2 separate regions of the Mus musculus genome follow, and region 1 is linked to region 2. A link is a contact called in public Hi-C data. All regions are on one chromosome and are shown on one strand. The core of a region is the stretch at or near the end of the contact, and the rest is flanking DNA. Distances in the headings are between cores, read along the strand shown.

Evidence for each region. Hi-C and Micro-C count contacts between places; a contact is called where the count stands out from the background.
Region 1: a contact with region 2 is called in a Hi-C map of the N1E-115 cell line, with 3 times the contacts expected there. The contact joins two enhancer-like sites. A contact is called at or near these places in 1 of 15 datasets of contacts at CTCF or cohesin (stem cell-derived epiblast-like cells), 7 of 484 Hi-C or Micro-C datasets (the N1E-115 cell line, bone marrow-derived macrophages, colorectal tumor organoids and 2 more), 5 of 115 datasets of contacts at active chromatin or transcription factors (embryonic basal ganglia, embryonic midbrain, embryonic stem cells and 1 more) and 1 of 9 other capture datasets (embryonic stem cells).

Annotation. Positions count from the first base shown.
Region 1 is chr7:122,870,047-122,875,173 of GRCm38.p6, forward strand. No RefSeq gene overlaps it. Among named protein-coding and RNA genes, the nearest start is that of Gm39082, 52 kb to the right of the region's middle. Within about 2 kb of position 2,370, at least 19 of the 459 cell types and tissues checked have an H3K27ac peak or open chromatin away from gene starts, as enhancers often do. A contact at or near this core is called in the N1E-115 cell line, where this site is marked.
Region 2 is chr7:122,468,027-122,473,145 of GRCm38.p6, forward strand. All of the region lies in intron 5 of Prkcb (protein kinase C, beta), which reads left to right. Among named protein-coding and RNA genes, the nearest start is that of Gm51497, 170 kb to the left of the region's middle. Within about 2 kb of position 3,070, at least 14 of the 459 cell types and tissues checked have an H3K27ac peak or open chromatin away from gene starts, as enhancers often do. A contact at or near this core is called in the N1E-115 cell line, where this site is marked.

The DNA of each region.
Region 1 (5,127 bases), core at 1,120-3,619, 400 kb after region 2:
GAGGCAGAAAAAAATGGATCTCTGTGAATTTGAGGACAGCCTCATTTACATACTGAGTTCTAGGTCAGCCAAGACTATATGGTGAGACCCTCTCTCAAAAAAAAATTTTAAAATTAAAAAAAAAAATCTGATCAGACCCCAAGTCCCCTCCCAATTATATTCACTTCCAGGAGTCACCACAATCCTACCCTTTCGAGAATCAATTCCTGCCGGGGAGTGCTAACACGACTTTGATCCCAGCACTCAGGAGGCAAAGGCAGATAGATCTCTGAATTGGAAGCCAGCCTGGTCTATACAGTGAGTTCCAAGACATTCAGGAATACACAGAGAAACCCTGCCTTGAAAAAAACCAAACAAACAAAAAAAAGGTCCACAAGGCCTTTTTTTAAAAAATCAATTCCTTGGGGCTGGAGAGAATGAATACTCAGTGGTTAAGGGCATTGACAGCTTTTCCAGAGAACCAACACACACACACACACACACACACACACACACACACACACACACACACACAGCAGCAGCAGCAGCAGCTCACAACTCTCTGTGACTCCAGTTCAAGGCAATCCAACACCCTCACACAGACATATATATGAAAGCAAAACACCAATGCAAATAAAATAAAAATAAATAAATAACCAGGAAAAAAAGGATCAATTCCTTGTTTGGGCTCATAGTTTCACCACATAAAACGCCCCAGAACATCCACAGAGCAGAGAGCAGAAAGTCAGGCCTCTGGGCAGCTGTGTCCTAAACAAGCTGCATCGAAAGGCAATCAGGCCTGTTTACTTCCATGTAGCACGGAGCCACATAGCCCTGAAGCCTATTAATAACATGCATAATGATACATCCAAATTCATTCATCCATTCCCTTTTGAATGGTCATGTGGGTGACTCCCAATATGAGGCTATCACAGGCATTGCCTCCATGAACACTGTGCATGATTCCTGGTACCCAAGACAGCGCACTTCTGTAAAGTATACATGTGTCTAGGAGTAAAAAACGCCAAGTAACAAAGCTCTAAAATTATAGGTGCAGACACCTGGCTTTGCAAAGTGATTCTGTCACTCTCTGTGTGTGCTGCAGCGTTCCCATGGTTCTGCATCTGTACCAACACTGAGCATCCTGTCTGGTACCCCTCCCTGTCTCTGTTGGCTATTGCTGCAGAATAATAGATGGCCTTCAGAAATCACAAGACAGCAGGCATTTTCTCACACCTGTTCTTGGGTTAAGAATCCAGAGATGGCTTAGTTGGAATGTTCTGAGCCTCTCAAGAGTCTGAGGTCAAGATGTTATCCAGAGCCATAGTCATTTGGAAGTTGAACTGAGCAGGAAGATCTGTTTCCAGCTCCCTGATACAGCTGGTGGCTGGGAGCCTCCATTGGTTGGACCACAGTGTCCTCGGGGAACTGCTTATGACAGGACAGCAGGCTTCCCCAAGCAAACTAATGGGGGGGGGGGAACACCCAGATGGAACTCCACGTGACTTTCATAAACTAAACTCGGGAGCAGCATATCAACATTTTCTGTTGATCATACACACTAGCTCTGATAATAAATGGGAGATTACAAACACCAGGGCATGGCGACCATTCCGAACCATCCTGAAGGCTGCTTACCACTCACCGTGGCTTCAGTTTACCTAAAATTGATTGTTCATATGTTGAAGATGTTCACACTTGTATTGGCCATGAGGTTTGTGAGTATTTTGTGGGTTTTTTTTTTTCTTGTTGGTTTGTATTTTTCTTAGTGATTTATAGTACTTTTAATTGTTTAGAGTCAAGGTTTCTCTAGGCATCCCAGGTTGACATCAAAGCTATGATCCCTCTGCCTCAGCCTCTGCATTGGTAGTATTATCTGTGTACCTGAACACTTGGCTTGAAGGGTACTTGTATTCTAGATAAGACACCTTTTATTCTGCATTACAACTCTTTTCCCGCGTGGGGCTCATCTTTTCACCTTTTAATGAAGCCTTTCTTATTAATGAAGTTTCCCTTTGGTGTTAGAGATCAAACTCAGGGTCCATGGAAAACAGGCAAATACTCTACCACTGAGCCCTAGCCCTAGCCCTTACTAATGCCTTTTAATAAAGAGAAGTTCTTATTTGAGCAGAGCCAAATCCATAGCTGGTGATTTGTATCTTACTTAACAATTTTCTCCTGAGGTCAGGAAAACATTCTTTCATATTATCTCCTAAAAGCTTTATTATTTGCCTTCTAAAAGTTAGATCCATAATGCTCTTGGAATAGATTTTGTGCAGGTATGATGTAAGGGTCTAATTTTATGTTTTTTCTGTCCTGGTCCCCTATTGTCCCAGCACTGTTTATGAGAACACTGTCCTTTTCTATGGCTCTGCTGAGTCACCCTGATGATGCCTGTTTCCAGGCACAGCGCTCTGATCAATGGCTCCTTTTGTTGGCTCTGGTTCACATGTCACACGTTTTTAAGCAGATCTTTGTATTAAGTCTTAATATCGTGTCTGGTAAGATCTCTAGCTTTGTTTCCAAGAAGCACAAAGGAAAATGATGCACTTCTTCCTCCAGAGTGGCTGTTCTGGGGAGTAATGAATGGTTTCTGCCCTTAGGAGTGCCTAAATCCTGATAATCCTTTAATATCTAAATGATCGCTCACCTTGTCTGTGACATCTCCCCCAGGTATAGAATCCCTCATCTGACCACCTCTGAGAACAAGGGCCCATCCCTGTCAAGTGGCTAGCTACACAGATTGCTAATTCCTGTGACTGCTTTATTCCCTGTTCTAGAATGCAAATGTTCCAAAGGCTCCTTCGAGGCTCGCATCTCATTCAGCGTTGTCAATCTAGCACAAGACCTATACACAGTAGATACTCGGTAAGTATTTGTGACATCAGTGTATTTTCATCATTTGAACTGGTGTTTAATTGTAACATGGAGCACCAGACTAAAGAATGAATTTTACTTCCCCAAAGTCTCCAACGGTATCCAAATTCAAGTTTCTAATCAGTAATCATGCACAGACTTGGTGTTAAAACTATAATGTGATATTCAGCTAACTCTGGGCTTACACTATACAGCTCTTATGGTCCTTCGTGAACAAGAACTGAAGTCTTATTTCTGATTGCAAAGAGTCAAAATAAAAACACAAATCCCTTGAATGCTCTCTCTCTCTCCCTCTCCCTTTCCTTCTCCCTCTCCCTCTCCCCCTCTTTCTCTTTCACACACACACACACCTTCTTCTTGTTTTCCCACTCTCCTCCATGTTTGTAGGCTCCATAAAGAGTAATAGGAATGAAGGCAGTGCCAACATCTTCTCATCTCTTGCTGTCACAATCCTCCTTTCACCCACCTTGTAGATGCCAATGCTGGCTATCCCTGGGATCCTGTATGAGCCTTCAGGAGCCCCTGAAGGGTGGTACCTCGTCCCTAGGAGTACTCACATGCCAAAAGTCCATGAGCTCAAAGGCACTTTCCTTCATCCCACCAGAATTCTTATCCCCAGGGAAGTGAGATGAGGTTCTGGCCAAGCTGGCCCTGTGCCAGTTGTTAAGCTGTTATCTCTCAGCCCCAAACTCGACACTGAGGTCTTGTGATCCAGGAGCCAGCAACTGGAAGAGCACATCTCTGCATTTCTAGCTGCTTCCTGCTAGGTTCTGTTCTCTGAGGGCATTAGAGGGTGACTGAGGCTGCAAAAGGAGCAGGCTCTTTCTCTTCTCCTGAGTACCCCTAGCAATATTTCCTGTCTCCTGATTCTTCCTCCCATGATACCAGCTGATCCCAGTCTGCAGCCGGAAACTGTCCTGGGAAGACAGCCCCAGTGCGTTTTTCTTCAGTCCCAGCCCTTGCATACAAATCTAACCATCAGTGCCCAGAGTACCTGTCTCCAAGTGTTAATTCCATTTTATCATTAATTCCCCAAAACTAGGGGCATTGAAATTCTCTTCAACTGCTTCCTCTCTAATAAATCAATAATGTCTTCAAGCAGTTTTAGTTACCTGGTTATCTTCTTATCTGTTGGTTGGTTGTTTTGGTGAGACAGTCTTGAGCATCCCAGGTTGCCCTCAAACTCACTGTGTAATTGAGATAACCTTGAACTTCTGATTGCTAGAACTTACAGACATGCCTCACCACACCTAGTTTCTACTTAACGGTGCTTTGTGTTATATTTTCTTATTAAGCAGCTAATAAGGTTTCTACGTGGGACTGACAGAATAGTGCAGATTCTCCTCCTAGCAAAGCACTTTCCTGTTCTTATTCATTCACGCCAATAACCCCAATGTAAAAAGTCTGGGTACAGTCCTCAGGAAATTTGAGCTCTCCCAACTTCTAATGCCAGACATAAAAGAAGATATCTAAAGTTTCTCTGAGTCTATTTGGCCAACTGAAATAGAAATAGCAGAGGCTAGCCTCTTGCTTGGTTTCCAAAAAGAGACCATGACCAAAAGCAGCTTGAGGAGAATTGTGCTTACTTGGCTTATATGCCTCCATCACTTGTCCATCCTCTTGAGGGAAGCCAAGACAGGAACTCAATCAGGGCAAGGACCTAGAAGCAGGAACTGATTCAGGGACCATGGAGGAACTTTGCTTAGTAGCTTGCTTCTCATGGGTTGCTCAAACTGCTTTCTTCTGTGACCCAGGCCCGATAGCTCAGGGATGCTCTAGGCCCTCCCATGTCAAAAAAAAGTCACCATAGACTTGCCTACAGGCCAATCCAATGGAAACACTTTCTCAATTTAAGTTCCCACCTCCCAGATGATCCTAGCATGTGTCAAAATGACCTAATCAGCAAATCCATCCTCAGAGGAACATCTGAACCTCGTCAATGAAAACCAATAAAACTTGGTACCTCAAGAAATATCCATTGAAATCACTCTCATTGAGAGGAGGAGGTTAGGCATGGGTCAACCAAAACTAAAGATGGAGTCGTAGTTAGGGTTTTATTGCTATAAAGAGACATCATAACCAAGGCAACTCTTATAAAGGAGAACATTTAATTGAAGCTGGCTTACAGTTTGGAGGTTTACTCCATTATCATCATGGCAGGAAGCATGACAGAGTCCAGGCAGACATGGTGCTGGAGAAGGAGCTGAGAATTCTGAAGCTTTACCTAAAGATAGTCAAGAGGAGACTGGAATTCTACACTGGGCAGAGCTT
Region 2 (5,119 bases), core at 1,820-4,319:
TGGCTGGCATAAAGAAGCTGGGTCATGTGGTCTTCCCACCTCTGCAGTAGTATAGAGCGGTCTGCACACGGCACAGGCCAGGGCCAGCCCATGCTTCCTTTCTAGCCCGGAAGTTGTAGGTGGATGTGTTGGTTGTTGAAAATCTCGAGGAATTGGAGAAAGCTGAGCTGCTCAATCCTTGTCCTGGTCCTCCCAGAGCTTTAGGGGAAGAGCCAAGGTCAGGCAATGGCCCGAGGCCCCCAACCCTAAGAGGGAAGACAGCACAAGCACTGTTCTAACTGCCCGAGGAGCTTCACTAAGGAAAGCACCACCCGACTCTGACTTGTTACCATCTCTGGAGGAGTCCCTAGCAATGTTCATTAAAATGCACCTATGTGTGGTGGCTCTCGAATTCCCTGTTTGGGAATCTGTCCAACTAAAATAAACACTGTCACACAGAGGAACAGGTACCAAATGAGCGTGTTTACCGACTGTGGTGGAAAGAGTAATAAGCTTGAACAGAACATATCCGTCTTTTGGGATGTTAGGCAGTTGCTGAAATGTCGGCTTTGAATAGGCTAGTCCTTTTCTGAACAGGAATTGTTATCCAGTTGTGCTCAGTTTATACAATTCATTAAGTCATGTAATTATATGCCATATACTTTCAAATTATGTTGTGTTTCTTTCTACTTATACGACTTAAGAAATACAAATTCTAAATAATTAAACAACACCAACCCAGCTACAGCTATTGATCTGTTGTAGAAGTTGGCAAATTATGACTTGGGGCCAAATCTAGCCTGTTTCTATAATGAGATGTTATTATACCACACTCATATTTATTTGCATGGTGTCTCTGGCTGCTTTTCTCTTTTTCAATCAAATGGCAGAGTTCATATGGTCTGTGTAGCCTGGACTATTTGCTCCTTGGCTGCCTCTGAAAAGAACCCCTGGACCTAGAGGTACATCCATAGCCATTATGTAAGAAGGTTAGGTTTCATAAAAGTATCTGCTATGAATTCCCATCGACTAAATAAGCAACTGCAGCCGATACTCCCTGTGTACAAGGTGTGTTTGTGTGTTTCATAAGTGTGGGACTAAAGGGGAGGAAGCACATGAGCTGGGCTGCAGATACTGGGGTCACAGGGGATCAGGAGTGGAGGCCTTGCTGGAGGTGGGGAGAGCATCGTCTCTTCTTCTCTTTGTTCCTCTGGTTGCAGTAGATACATTTTACATTTTTGTGTCCTGGGGCTTGAATCTAGGGCCTTGTGATGCCAGACCAATGCTGGGTACCTGAGCCTTCCTTTGAGAACTTAATTTTGAGATAGAGGCTAAAGTTATCCAGGATGAGTTTGAACTCATGATCCCCCTGCCTCATCTCCTGAAGAACTGGGATTATATCACATTTGTGTGTGTGTGTGTGTGTGTGTGTGTGTGTGTGTGTGTGTTGTATGTGTATATATAAGTATTGTAAATGTATGTACATGTGTGTATGTGTGTAATGTATGTGTATGTAAATGATGTATCTGTACATCTGTACACGTGAATACATGTGAGCATTTATGTGTATGCATATGTGTATATTGTGGCATGCATGTGTAAATGATGTATGTGTACATGTGTATGTGTGCAAGTGTGTGGATATATATGTATATATAGATGTGTGGTAAATATATATATATATATATATGAGTGTGTGTGTGTATATAGATATACATATATATGTGTTATGTGTGTGTATATTGTATAGTGTGCATGTGTGTGCACATGTGTATGCATCCATGAACAAGCACAGTGACAAGATGAGGACATTATCACTCTTGGTCTGATTTGTTACTAAATTTGGAGCTGGGCTGGCAGCCAGCAAGCCCCAGCAATTCTCCTGACTCTATCACCCTGTACGACTGCAGTTACAGGTGTGTACACCTGACGTTTTACATGGGTGCTGGGGATTTGAACCTAGGTACTTAGGGTTGTAGAGAAGGCATCCTCACCCAGAGAAGCCGTCTCCCCACTGTGTAGCCGTCCTGAAACGCACTTTGTAGACAGCCTGGCCTTGAATTCAAGAGAGATCCTTCTGCCTCAGCTCCCAAGTGCCGGGATTAATGGTGTGCACCACGATTACCCCTTCTTACTTTTATACCTTTTGAGAAAAAAAACCAAACAAACAGTAAAATGGAAAAATGTTTAAATAGGACAAAAGCTTTTAATAAAATGGCTCCCCAAAGAGTAGCAATCAAAACTGAGTGGACATACTCAGGGACTGTACATTGGTGGCTTTGAGCAGGATGCTGGGTGGGCATGGGCCTGGCAGAACCAGGCTTATGCCCTGCCTGGGAACTTCAAGTTTCTATTGCCTCTCCCTGTCTCTCTATCTCAGGAGCTGGGTCTGTTCTTTGGATTTTAGGCACACTGGTGGCCGGCCTTCTTCCGGCAGCTCCATCACCACCAAGCTCCACCCAATCCCACCTCTAGTCCAGATTCTTTTACTTAAAGAAACCCCTGCCGCGACAGTACCTTCCATTCTCAATCCTGTGGTCTGACTTCCTAATGCCTCAGAGTTCCGTTTTTTTGTTTCAGAAACCACTGGACACCCCAGCTGCTCTGTAGACCAGCTGCAACATCAGGGAACTGGTTAGACCTTCAGAAATCTCAGGCTCAACTCCAAGCCTGCAAGTCGATATCTACATTTTAACAAAATCCCTGTGCACATTTCTGCACTCAGAAATCCCAGTCACCCTGCGGCTGGTTAAGAACCCCAAGAGAAGCAGAAAGAGTTTGCCTCATTGGCCACTAGGGGGCAGGCGGCACCCGTGCTCTGCTCCCATGTGGGTTGGGCACAGGGGCCCATGTCTTGTATGGAGGATGCCTACCAGTTCCTCCACCCTCACAGCATCTCAGGTGTTGTGAAGATTTGAGATCAGAGCCCCTTGAGCCAGGACCCCCTCTTGCTCTGTTCTGAATCTTCTGTGTCTTGGCTTGAGACTCCTCATGCAGGATGAGCTCTCGGCTTGAGTTGGTACCAGATCACCAGGGCCTTCTACCCTTAGCCCGCGTCTCTACCTCCCGCAGGGAACTCGCATCTGTCCAAAAGAGCTGGCCAGGCTCCTGCTTCTGGCTGGCTTTTCTCATGGATGGGTTGCTGAAGCATTGTGGTTTCGAGTCTGGGCTTTAGGGGCAGGCTTCGGTTTGAAAGCTAGATCTCTCACGAGCAAATATTTGCCGGGTGCCTCCTGTGTTCCTCCCCTGCTCTCCTGCAAAAGACTGCAGGCACATTCACGACGCCTTCATTTTTCTCAATGATGAGAGATGAACACAAAATAAACAAGACATGTCCCTAAGACAGCCTGTGAGGAAGTAAAGGAGTGTGATCCGTGGCCTGCCTGTCACTAGCGGAGATGGTGGCATTTGTCTGAGACTACAGTGGCAAGCTTGGAAGAGAGCTTGTTGCAGTTTCCAGAAAAGAACATGACAGGCAGGGGGAACAACAGAGGCAGAGGCCAGGAGAAGAATTGTTACAGAAACTGTTTGGAGTGGGTGTGGCTAAGCCTAGTGATGCAGTGCCCAGCTTTGCCCGGTGCTGTGGTGTGGCTGGGGTGGGATCCTGGACTATTAAAGAGATAGGAAGAGAGCACTGCAGTGGAGACAGTCCAGGAAGCTCTCTGCAGGAGGCAGGATGGGAGTGGGCTAGAGGGCTGGGGGGAGCCATGGCTAATGCTTGCTGCATGCTCGTCTACCATGACAGTTCTGCCAGGCTGCCTTAGGAACTGTGGGGACGAAGGGGTGGTTCCAACTTTAGAATGGCCTTAGGTCTGGGTGGGTTCACTCTGTCTCCTCCAGCATTTGCTGACGACAACGCCAGGTCGCTCGGTGTTGGTGTTGGTCATGCACTTTTCCCATGTATGGTAACCTTTTGAGGTAGTTATTAACATCCACTCCATTTTAGAGACGAGGAAAACAGGGAGAGGGAGGAGAGGGAGAGCCAATGTTTGCAGGACTGTAAGGTAGAAAGGGTTCCTCATCTTCACATCAGCCCGTCCTTCTGCAAAATGATGTCTTCTATGGGTCGAGTCCTGGCCAGGAGGCTGGGTAAATCCCTGGACTGAGAAATAGTTAGGTGGAGGATGCCTTTTCTCACGGAACCTGGAACATTCCAGCAAGTTCTCAGGATCTGCCCCACCCACTCACCATGGGTTAGAGCTCTACTGTTCCAGGTTTCACTCGGGGGCCCGGGATCTGGACTCAAGCTTGCATGGTAAGCACTCCCACACCGACCCATCTCCTTGGGCCCTTCCTGACTGACTCTTCTGTTAACTAAATCTTCTGTCCAGTGACCTTTTAATTCCCTCTTCAGCCTGGCTGATCTGATTGTGCTCCCCTGAGCCAGAAGTCCAGGTCCCTGGGGGCCCAGCAGAGAAAGGCTGAGGTGGAGCCACACCCTGAGGAAATGGTAGTGCTTGCTTGTTTCTGCACCGATCTTTTTGGCATAGTTGGAGAGCTTACAACCTTGCAGCCAAGTCTTTGAGAAAGTGAGACACTAGGCGACTGTTCCTGGCTGCAGTGCTCTCTCTGCCTGACCTGAGAGCTGAGATCTAGGGAGCAGAGACATTCAAAGAGACAGTCTACGCCGATTGCTTCAAACACCGACCTGGTGGTGCATTTGGCCACCATTTCCTGGCCCTTACTAAATATCAGGTGCTTTAAGGAGACCGTCTCACCGAATCCCCACCTCACCTCACATCTCTGAGGATGACCACTCAGTTGTCAGGCACAATGATTGTGGTGTGGCGAGTTCAGCCCCTCGTTCAGAGTCACGAAGCTGTCAAGTGGCCCATCTAGCATACAAGACCCAGGAGTCAGACATGACTCCAGGACTTGAGTCCTCAGCCACTCCCCTGCCCACTTCCCTGGGTGCTCTCAGACATCTTAGCCTTCGAGAACTGAGAACATCAAGAGAGAGAAGGAGGGAGGAAGGGAGAGGGAGAAGAAGAGGAGAAGTGGGAGGAGGAGGAGGAAGAGAGAAGAGGAAGGAGAGAGAGACAGAGACACACAGAGACATAGAGACAGAGATATACACACAGAGACATAGAGAGAGACACACAGAGAGACATAGAAACAGAGAGAGACAGAAAGATACACA